Linked DNA regions of Mus musculus: region 2 is linked to region 1. A link is a contact called in public HiChIP or PLAC-seq data. All regions are on one chromosome and are shown on one strand. Each heading gives the region's core, a stretch centred on a gene start, on an enhancer-like site or on the middle of the called end of the contact. The rest is flanking DNA. Distances are from core to core; before and after follow the strand shown. Region 1 has its middle 33 kb from the start of Lncppara. Region 2 has its middle 11 kb from the start of Gm22818.

Region 1 (2,700 bases), core at 142-2,641:
GGAGGGGGGAGACAGGCACAGAGATTGTGGGATGGGCCCTGGAGGCCTTGTTCTCTCTGGCCCTGGTCGTCAACGGGCTATCATACACCTCCAGAACCAGCCAGGTCCAAGTGGCTGTGATCCAGAGCATGTCTGGACAGGAGGAGGGAATCCAAGTCTAGGGACCCTGTGTTCACATGTGTCTCTGAGAGCCTGAGGCCCAGGCTGGCCTGTGTTTGGAAAACGCTTGTGCGCGCCAGTGAAGCGATCTGAAAGACGCTGCGGCCTCCTTGGCATTCTAACCAATAACCAGGTCCTGGAGCCCAGCCGTCCCATTCCCCCTTTTAGGGGCCCGGGGTGGCCTGGAGCCAGCAGTGTCGCTGAAGGGCTGAGAGCAAAGCCATGGCCTTGAACTACCCTCGCAGCTCCCGTGCCCCAGTCCTAATAGCAGGAAGTTGTTTCCAGCGGGAAAGGAGCGAGCCTGGAGGTGGGCACCAGCTCTGGGCAACATGCCTCCGCGAATCCCATGCCTTCCCAGGCACCTTGCACGGCCCCTTTGCATGCTCAGTTCTGTGCATTACTTCCCATACCCATTCGAGAGGTTGTGTGCTCTCCCTGCCGTACCCCGCTGGGCACCGCGCCCCTTGCTCCGTTGGACTGGCTGGGTCGCCCATGCGCGCGCCCTTCCTGCGGGAAGCCACTGCCACTATCGGGCCCACAACGTTGTCTCAGTACGCTATCTAGAGCTCCGTGACCCTGGCGGCTGTCCTCTGCGCGTACCAGGCTGCGGGCGGGCAGAGGGGGATCCTGTAGACCGAGGGTCCCAATCGGCCCCGAGCGTGCACGCGCGTCCCGGTACTGCCCGCAATCATGGCAGCCAGAGCCTTGGAGCGCAGCCGCGGAGCGCGCCCGGGCAGCCGCCTCCGTGCCAAGGCGGCGCGGGTGGCGCGGGCAGCGCGGGCAGGGGACGCGCTCCTGCTCAGCCCTCCCCGCTGCGTTGGCCCCGGGGCTCTACCGGTGGGTCTCCGCGGTGCGGTGCCCAGTGGGGTGGGCGCGCGAAGGCGACGGGCGGGGCCGCGGGGCGGGCGCGCGCAAGCGGGGAGCGCCCGGGGCGGCGTGCCTGCGGGGGCGCGCACGCGGAGCTGCGGGGCCAGGCGCGGGGCCGGGGCGGCGAATCCGCAGCTCCCGCCGCCCTCCCAGCCCAAGCGCGCCCGTCTGGGTGGGGGCCGCCCGGGAGGGGCGGCGCCCGGACGCACGGGCCCGCAGCGGGCACAGCGGCCTCGTTGGTATTCCGGGCGCGTTCGCAACCCTGACCTCCCCGCGGAGCAGGGGTGCCCGGGTGCTCGGGCACGGCCGCCGCCACCGCCCCCGGGCGGTCTCCCCAGGACGCAGGGCGCGCGGGCGCCTCGCTTCCCTCGTCCCCTCCTCCCCGGTCCCCCGTGCCCCCTCCCCCGCCCCGATCCGGCGGCGAAGGGGTGGGCAGGGAAACGCGCTCTCTGGGACAGGTGCCAACTCCGAGACAAAAGACATAAAATAGGCGGCAACGGGGGAAGCGCGGCCAGCGCGCTCGGGCGGGGACCGCGGCGCCGCGGGGGCCGCATCCTCGGTGCGGGCCGGGGAAAGTTTGGGAAGTCGGTGCGGCCGCTCTGCAGCGGCGGGGGACGCGCGGCCCAGGCCGCCCTCCGAGCCGCGCTCGTCCTCTCCGCGCCGCTGCTGAATAATTCATGGCGCGCCCGCCGGCCATTAGCATGCACCGGGCGCGCGGCGCGTCTGTGCCAAGCCACCGCTGCATTCGGAGCCCGGGCAGCGCCAGACGAGTGGCCCGCTCCGTCCCGGTGCCCTCCGGCCGCCCCCGGTGGCTCTCACCGTGGCCACGCTCGCGCCCTGGGCCGCTGGGTCCCGAGCCCGCCCGACGGCCAGGCTCTGAGCGTCCGGGCCCGCTGCGCCCGCCTGGCCGCTCCGGGATGCACGTGAACTTGGAGAAAGTCACGGAGCACGCCGGCCCGGTCCTCCGCGGCAGGGCGTGGGCGCACGCGGGCCCGCACACTCTCGTTGGCGTCCGGGACAAAGGTCTCCAGTGGCGCCAGCCGTGGACGCGTGACTCGATCCTTCGGGCCACTCTTGCGTGGTGGGTCGTTGGATGTAAGACTGCAGAAGCCCGGAGAGCGGTGGGTCCCGGGTTTGGGGCCTCGCCGTAAGCTGGCCAGAGGCCGTCCCACCCTGCGAAGAGTTGCGGGAGCGGCTCCGCACTGCCCTCGGCTGTTTCTGCGCGCCCAGGAGCCCAACGCAAGTCACCCCGGACTCCAGCCAGCGGCCGCGGGCATGCCAGCGCAGCGCTAGCGGCGGCCAAGACGTGGTCTGGCAGGGCGGTGGACGTGTGCGCCGCGGGCATGATCAAGGTTGGAGAGGTAAGAGCCTTTTTCACTTTAGCTCCTTAGCATTTAAATATTTAATGGGCAGATTTCTAAGAGGGGTCCTACTGCAGGGATCTTTCAGAGTCGGGGACACATTCCAGGTAGGTTGCTCTCGAACCCAAAGCCAGGCAGCTTGCAGAGAACACCACACTGTCCTCCATCCGGAACTTGGGATTTGTGAAACACAGTTTCTGATCTCAGGTGTAGGGTCTGCTAGCCTTGTAGAGATTTTATCGAGCGTATAAAATATTATAGCAGACATTTTAAACAATAGAAAAGAGAAAACATCTGTTGGGGGGGGTGTTTG
Region 2 (2,700 bases), core at 10-2,509, 530 kb after region 1:
ACCCTGTAGCTAACTGTTCTTGGTCGTGTCAGAATGGAGATCAGTCTCTTTTAGGAGTACCTTTCTGACCTGTGGCCAGTCACAGCCCCAGAAACCATCCCTGGACGGAAAGGGAGTCTCAGAAAGCCCCTAACCCATCTGTTCCTTCACATTATCTCCTCCTCCTCCTCTTCCTCCTCCTCCTCCTCTTCCTCCTCCTCCTCCACTCTCTCTGCTGGAGGGAGGAGGGTGCTCACTCTGGCTGGAGTGGAGAGGCAGAGATGGCAGAGTGGAGGGCATAGCTCAGCATTAAAGCAGTCACAAGCTCTGGGTTTCATCTCCACCACTGTGAAAAATAAATGAACAAATGAATGATTAACGAATTGTTTAAAATAAAAACAAAGCATCGTGCTGGGGAGGCAGCTCCAGTTGGTGCAGTGCCAGTCACAGAAGCATGAGGGCTCACGTTCAACTCCCAGAACCCACTCAAAAGAGGTTGGGTGAGCTGGTGTGAGCTTGTAATTCCAGAGCTGGGGAGGCGGTGACAGGGGCATCCCTGGTGTTTGATCAGGTTTGGGTTCCAGGTTCAGTGAAAGAAAAAAGAAAAGAAAAGAACAAAGAAAAGAAGAGAAAAGAAAAGAAAGGAAAGGAAAGGAAAAGAAAAAGCAAGGTGAAAAGAAACGGAGGTAGGTACCTGATGTTGGCATTTTGTCTAGGCTCCGCCCCACGGTTACCTGGCAACAGCCAGGTGTGACTGACTCTATAAAAGGGGCTGCTTGCTGCCTCCTCTCTCTTGCCTTTTTGTTCCTGCTCTGTCCTCTTGTCCCTTACCCTCTTTCTCCCCACTCCCCTCCCCTCTCTCTACTTGCTCATGGCCGGCATGAGGCACCCGCTTCCCCCACACCTGACTGCACACCCACCAAACACCTGACATCAACCTGTGCCTTCTATACATACCCTCTGCCACATGTGCACACACGTGTAAATGCACACACACACACACACACACACACACACACACACACACACACACACACAGTAGAGGGGCTCCAGCCATAGCCTCGGCTAGCAACAGAGGGCTAGTTCGTGACATCCTTGAATGATTCGCTGGCCTCCAGTCTCCAGCTTGCCCACTTGCAAGGGGGATAGTTCAGGGTGGAGCAATGGAATTCCCCCACCGGCTGTGACTGTTTGTTGTGTACATTCTGTGACAGTCCTGGGAGCAACAAGCCTGTGTCACAGGGACAAGTTTTAGGTGCACAGAGCTTGCTTGGCTTGCTGCCTAAACTTGTACAGAAAGAAATCCACCTCCTTCCTCTTTAGAAAAGGAAATAGCCTGGAGTAAACACGAGTGTGTCACTGACTATCTAGCCATAGGGAGACATTAGAAAGAGACCCCCTGCAGGTCAGGCAGATCCAAAGCTGCAGGATCTACATGACACAGAGCAACAACAGGATATCCTAGAGGAGTCCCGGTGAGGATGCAGTGTAGATAGCTTAGTCAAAGCAAGCGAGAGGCCTCAAACCAAACCAGTGACTCATTGTAATGGACATTTGCAAGTAAAGATGTGTGGACAAAAAGAATATGCTGTGTGACACGCTGTGACACGCTATAGCTTCCACCATGAGACTTTTGTTTGTTGGGAGGGTTCTTTTTGCTTTGTTTTTGTTTTCTATTTTAATTTAGTTTCTTTTGTGGGGGAGGTTGCAAGGGCGGAGGGTGGATATGAAGGGATGGGGAGATGAGTGGAATTGGAGCGCATGATGCCATTCACAAAGAATCAATAAAAAGGTTAAATAAGAAAGGAGAAAGAAAGAGACCCCTTTGCCAGGCTGCCACCATCCCATGGGGGCCAACAGTCTCCGAATTAGGACAGCAGGAGCAGCTGACGGCCAGGGCAGGAATCCTCTGTGACCAATCACCCGTGCATTGTGCCTTAAGGAAGTGGGACTGAGCCTGGCATGGTGCCATCGGATCGCTCACGGACTTGAGGAGGATCTGTCTGGTACTGGGGACCCTCAGTCCTACAGATTCTCAGAATCCTTCTTGGAAGAGATGTTTGTTGAGTTGCCTTTGTGCTAAGTAAAGTCCAGTCCCAGGACTTGTCAGGAGACTGCATCTCACCAGGGCAATTCCCCAGTTATTGCTTCTTTGATTTTTACTTATGAGGTATGCAAGATGGAGCAGGTTCCCTCTTTTACAGATGGGTGTGGTTAGGCTCAGAGAGAGGCTGACTAGGATATGCTTGAGTCCCATGAAGCTTGGGCCACCTAAGAGACAGCTCTGGGATCCTACACATGCCCCAGAAAGACATCATCAAGTCAACTGGCACTCGGGACAGGAAAGCATCCGGTGGAAAGCACAAACTGGAGAAATGAGCCTTGGAAATGGGGGTTGGAAACCCTGGGGCTGTGGGGCTCCAGGGGTCTCAGCAACAGGTTGAAAGGATCCTGGAGTCAATGCAGAGAGGACTGGGCAAAGGGAGAAAAAGAAGGAACCCTCTGAGAAGTCTGAACCTAACAGCAGTCCTGGTGTCCCATAGACACCCAGAGCCACTGATGGTTCTTGAGCTACCATTGTGTGATGGGCCACACGTCTCTGGAGAAGAATGGGCCGTCATGGTGGGGAGAGATTCCTGGGGGAAGCTGGTGGGAGTCAGGGTCCTCTCCCTTGGTTTGCATAGTCCCTGCTGTGCCATGGGCAGGACCCTTGGCAGGTTG

The links. HiChIP or PLAC-seq counts read pairs in DNA pulled down with a chosen protein or histone mark.
Region 2: a FOXA1 HiChIP or PLAC-seq map of pancreatic cancer cells shows a contact between it and region 1. The contact joins two enhancer-like sites. A contact is called at or near these places in 1 of 39 promoter capture datasets (pre-B cells), 2 of 115 datasets of contacts at active chromatin or transcription factors (bone marrow-derived macrophages and pancreatic cancer cells) and 1 of 9 other capture datasets (embryonic stem cells).

The regions. Positions count from the first base shown.
Region 1 is chr15:85,669,735-85,672,434 of GRCm38.p6, forward strand. No RefSeq gene overlaps it. Among named protein-coding and RNA genes, the nearest start is that of Lncppara, 33 kb to the right of the region's middle. Within about 2 kb of position 1,392, at least 212 of the 459 cell types and tissues checked have an H3K27ac peak or open chromatin away from gene starts, as enhancers often do. A contact at or near this core is called in bone marrow-derived macrophages and pancreatic cancer cells, where this site is marked.
Region 2 is chr15:86,199,967-86,202,666 of GRCm38.p6, forward strand. No RefSeq gene overlaps it. Among named protein-coding and RNA genes, the nearest start is that of Gm22818, 11 kb to the right of the region's middle. Within about 2 kb of position 1,260, at least 153 of the 459 cell types and tissues checked have an H3K27ac peak or open chromatin away from gene starts, as enhancers often do. A contact at or near this core is called in bone marrow-derived macrophages and pancreatic cancer cells, where this site is marked.